Regions from separate parts of the Gossypium arboreum genome. Here region 2 is linked to region 1. Evidence: chromatin contacts called from public Hi-C data. All regions are on one chromosome and are shown on one strand. Each heading gives the region's core, a stretch centred on a gene start, on an enhancer-like site or on the middle of the called end of the contact. The rest is flanking DNA. Distances are from core to core; before and after follow the strand shown.

Region 1 (2,705 bases), core at 75-2,574:
TTAATCGTTTGACAATATATTGAGTCCACATTAACTTTAACAACAAGCTTCAAGCTAAGTCCACAAGGAGACTGAAAACTACAATATAAACAAGTTATAATCCTAAAAGGCTGAAATTCACCCACCCCAAAAGAAAGCCATAGAAACTGCTCAGAACAATTATCAAGGAAAACCCCACTTCATTTAATGAATCCCCCAACACCAGAAGTGAAATTATGTAGCAAAGATCCCCACTAGGTGGAACAGACAATTTCCAAAGCAACAACTGGAAACTGGAATTTGGGAGTACCTAAATTTTGCACAAAAAAAAAAAAGGCTTTCTTCAAGACCAAAAAAAAAGACAGAACATAACAGGGAAAAAAGGAAGTTCAAAGAAGAGCTGTAGGAAAGATATTAAAAGTCTACTAGAAGCAATCAATTGAACCAGAAAAAAAAAAAGAACAATGATTTCAGTACTATAAATAAAGTCACTCATTCAAAACCCTAGTCAAGAGTTGTAGCAGAGAAAACCCAGAAAGAGAGAGGTAGAGGGAACTCATATAAAAGTGGGGAGAGAAAGATACCCATTTCCAGATTCTGTGCTTACTTTTTTGTACTCTCTCTGCTCTCTCATTCAAGGCCCTTTTTTTTAAACACTCCGAGGCACACAAAGATTAGTTTTTTTTTTTTTAATGATTTTGAGCTGTTCTTTTTGCTCAGCAACAGAGCAACTCTGCTACAAAACAGTCAAAAAAGAAGCAGTGAAGAAAAAGTAATAAAGGAGAGACTTTTATTACTTCAGAGTTTAGATTTAGAGTGAGAACAAAAAAGAGAATGGGTATTCGTCTGCTTTGAAGAAGAGAGAAGAGGAAAGGCAAAGGTCCTGCATTTATAACCCACGCTTGCATAAAAAAGAGAGCTCTTTGATCATTAACCACCGCCACTGGCTTCCTTCAAACCCAAAGCTTTAATTTACTTAGTAAAATTTTAGTTATAATTATACCCATTTGAGCAACCAACTGACACTGCCAACTCTCATTAGAAGATTTTCTTTTCTCCTATTGTTATTATACTTTAGATTATAAAAATATTTTGGGAGGAGAGCTTCAATATCTTTAATGGAGTTTTGTTTGAACAAATCTCAAATTTAGATACCCAGATTGGGGGGTCCTGCAATGCAATGGACATAATAATTATTGAAAATTTCATTTTCATTAACATCTTTCGCTATTTTGATAACTTCACTATCTTATCCATCTTTCCGCTGTGTTTTTCTTTGTAAAATGGAGAAGACAAATGCTAGTTAATAGATTACATAATTTGGCAATTGACATAGTGAAATTTGATGAATCACGTATTTAATGGTCGTGGAAAAGGTGGTCTCAATCGACGAAATCGACATGACAATGAAGGCAAACGGGTCCAAGTACAAGGACGTTGTTCTTATTGTAGCAACTGGCAACTGTGTGAAAACGATAAATATACATAGGGTAAGTGCAATATCAGAAATATAGGTAAGTGGATGTGTTAGTTGCAATGGAGGCCAAGCCTTCTTGCCAATTTGATGATATTTTAAATCAAAATATGGCATTAGGAATGGTTAATAAACAATGATCAACATTTACGACAATATTTTATAAAAATGTGTGTGGGCAAATATTTTACTACCTTATATTATAGTTAGATGGACTACCCCTTTATCTCTTTCTCTCATGTCATTATTAGTTGGCATTGGGACTTACAATTCTCACAGACCTAAGCTTTAGAATAATGGAATCTCTTTCATTCACTTTTAATTTATAAGTTAAAAAAGAAAGAAAGAAAGAAAGAAAACTAAACTTTGCTCAACCCTAAGCACTATTAATTAATTTACCCATGTAATGTTAGATAATGATTTGTATTGATTGGGTTGCTTTTACTAGGTATGTTGGAGAAGAAAGCAACAAGGTAAAGTTTCTACATACATACATACATCTAATTTCCCTCCAATTAAATATTATATAAAAATTCCTCCAAATTTTAGGAAAATACAATAACATTATCAGTACAAAAGTTAATTTTTCCAAGTTTGTGCTATAATTCGAGGTTAAAATTGTTTTGGGCCTATCAATTTGAGAAATTAACTGATTATTTTATGTTTTTTAAAGCAAAAAAAAGAAAAAAAAAATTGTCACAAAGAAAACAGATAAAAAGAAACTAAAAAAATCCTAATACCACTCAAAGGGCATCAGATTCCATGGTAAATAATTTCTCCAATTAGATAATAAGAGAGGCCAAGAACCTGGCAAATGGGTTGTTGCCACCTGTAATTTTGTTGGAAGGGAAGCCTATTGATTGGTGTCCTATAATTAAATATATTTCAATATAATAAAGCAGCAAAGAGTTGGGTCATGGTTGGCAATGTATCTCCTTTTGGGAAAAGGCAAAACCAGCAAAGCAAATCACGTTTCAAACTTGCCATTATGCCAATCTATATATAATTATATATACATATTATGTATATATATGGTACTTGCATATTGTTAAGAATTATATCCATATCTATCGTACGAATCTTGAAATATTATAACTCATGCATCTGTTAGTAGAAAACTAGGTTGATTTTGTGTTTTCTTTTTCTGTTGTATTCATTACTACGTTCATATGTACGTATACCTAAGATCTATTTATGAATTATGGAAAATAGTAGTATAAAAAAGGAAAGAGGGATCTTAATCTTTGACACC
Region 2 (2,745 bases), core at 21-2,520, 170 kb before region 1:
GCTGCCTGTAATTGATTCTTTTGGGTCGAGTGGACCATTTGGTTTCATGCAGATGGAGGACATCAATCTGGAATCTTTAATTGCAATTTGTAAGCCATTGGTTTGCTTAACAAGGATGAGGCTCATTTAGACAAAAATTAATGAAGTTATTATAAGAAATCATGGTTTTTTTTGGTCCAAACCAAAACACTGTCATGATACTGAATTACTAATAATAATCTGGATTAAAAGCTTTTCCGTTGCATGTTTGCATGAAGCCCTGACTTGCACCATAGAGGATCCATTGAGAAGACATCTAAACTTTGTGAGCTAAAAGACAACCAAAATCCCGCAATCGAGTGGGACTAGGAGAGAAAAGCCAAATTATTGTTGTTTTCATCATTTCATGATCCATGGTAGAGTAGAAGCATATCGAGTATTTTGTACGGTTAATAGGAAGATCCTGTTTGTAAAAAGCAAGAAGCTTAACCATGGATACAAGTAAACTAAACAAAGGGTTTTGAATCCAAGCCATTCTTGCTCTCACTGAGCAACCCAAATAATCTAAAAATATGGTAGTGGGATGCTTCAAAGTCAAACAAATATCATAAAATGTAGTTATATGAAATCATGAATGTTCCCTCTCCTTTCGCCAAAACTAGACCCACCTCATACAAATTTCTTTTTTTACATATCTTTGGTCATTAGCCCCACCACTTCATCATTCATCTACTTTTTCTGTTCATAACAATTCTAAAATCCCCTTTTATTTCCTACAAATTTCAAAATGCTTTTTTTCTGCCTAACCATCAGTGGATCAGTGCAACCTCCTGAATGGAATCTATTTAGGTTAAAGAATGAAAGGCCTAATTTGGACACTTTATAGCCTTAGCCCTTATATATAGGCTTTGGTAAAAAGAAATGGAAAAAAGGCTACTCTAAGCAAGCATGCTTTTTAACCAATTTGTCCATTCTGACATTGTCATTGATCTTAATGACCGAAAATAGAGAGTTCAAGTGATTGCAATAAAAATAAATGAAACTTGAATTGAATTCAGTTTGTTTGTTTTTTCTTTTTAATTATAATTGAGCCTATTATTTCTTAAGCACTGTTCCATAAGGACAAGAAAACAGGGAAGATAGAACATGTAATACTTCTGCCACTGAATTATCACTATACAGCTTGGCCCACTGTATCATAGCATAGCAAGGACTTATATAATTGGAATTCGAAATTCAAAAATAATTTTTGACCCAATTTATCTAAAAATTTACTACTAATTAATGAAAAGACAACAAAATAAAGATTGCAATATTAACTTTTTGTAATTAGAACCCATTTTTTGAGGCCGGAAATCACTCTTGATTAATAACCGACAAGAAATTCTTCACCCTGACTTAATGCTTTCCATGTTTGCTTCCTCTCACAATCTCCCTTTCGTGCCAAAATTCTCCACAACCAAATTCCAGAATCTTTAATTCCTTAATCTTCACTTCCGTCTTTTATCTCATTCACTCTCTGGTCTTTTAAACAAAACCAATCTCAAATCTAAAGCATAGTCTTAAGTCTCCAAGAGTCTAATACTATGCAATTTTCATCAACTAGTGACACCAAGAACATTTAATCACCATCAAAGTTTTTTTTTTTTTTATGTTTGTGGATAAAAAATGGGGACTGCAACATCATCCATGGCAGCCAAGTTTGCATTTTTCCCGCCGAACCCGCCTTCCTACAACATAACTGTGGATGAAGCAAGTGGGAAAATGAGGTTCTCAGATGTTAATTACCAGAGAGATAACGTGGATGTATTGAAGCTGAGTACCAAGAGAGGGAACGAGATTGTGGCTATGTATGTGAAGAACCCATCTGCTTCACTCACAGTGCTATATTCTCATGGAAACGCTGCTGATATTGGTCAGATGTATCATATTTTCACTGAGCTCAGTGTCCACCTTAATGTTAATCTTATGGGGTTAGTTTCAATTGTATATCAAATGTTCAATCATTTTTCCTTTAGATTAACCCTGAAAAAAAAAGACCTTGAGAAAATACAGAAATTGCAAATTTAGAATTATTCTTTTTTTGTGTTGATGCAGATATGATTACTCAGGATATGGACAGTCCAGTGGAAAGGTATAATCTATTCTTATATCCATTCATTTCAATGTAGGATTTTTCTGAAAAACTGAGGATTAAACCAAGATATATGAATGAACACGTGTGCTTAGTCTGATGAGATTGTGGAAAGTCAAAAGAGAGAGAGAGACTGGAGACATGAAATAGGAACATGGAGTGAAATCCTTTTTTATTGTCAATTTGTAGTATTTATTATCATGTGACAATCTTCTCCTAGTACAGTAGCAAAATTCCATGTTAACCTTGGTGTTTTTTAGCTTCTATATTAACGGAGACTTGAGAGATACTATTCTGATGAGTTTGTATATATATATGTCACATGTTTAGCCAAGTGAGCAAGACACATACGCAGACATAGAGGCAGCTTACAAATGCTTGGAAGAGATGTATGGAATAAAACAGCAAGACACAATATTGTATGGGCAATCAGTTGGGAGTGGACCTGCTTTAGAACTAGCCATTCGGTTGCCTCACTTGAGGGCTGTAATTCTCCACAGTCCAATCTTGTCTGGCCTTCGTGTCATGTATCCAGTCAAGCGTACATTATGGTTTGACATTTATAAGGTCTGCTTTTTGCTTCCTTCAATCTCTATTCACAAACTTGGACTATACTCAAAACTTTTACTGTT

What was found. A called contact is a pair of places that touch in the nucleus more often than the background predicts.
Region 2: a contact with region 1 is called in a Hi-C map of leaf, with 2.4 times the contacts expected there. The contact joins the promoter of LOC108485407 here to the promoter of LOC108483932 in region 1. A contact is called at or near these places in 2 of 5 Hi-C or Micro-C datasets (both in leaf).

What each region holds. Positions count from the first base shown.
Region 1 is chr3:42,080,498-42,083,202 of ASM2569848v2, reverse strand. It overlaps LOC108483932 (transcription factor bHLH49-like), which reads right to left and starts at 1,324. Exons shown (of 10, transcript XM_053025680.1): 1 at 564-1,324; 2 at 126-289.
Region 2 is chr3:42,249,064-42,251,808 of ASM2569848v2, reverse strand. It overlaps LOC108485407, which reads left to right and starts at 1,270. Exons shown (of 6, transcript XM_017789238.2): 1 at 1,270-1,952; 2 at 2,077-2,113; 3 at 2,444-2,680. The coding sequence starts at 1,648. It overlaps LOC108484321 (putative pentatricopeptide repeat-containing protein At1g13630), which reads left to right. Exons shown (of 4, transcript XM_053025683.1): 4 at 1-159.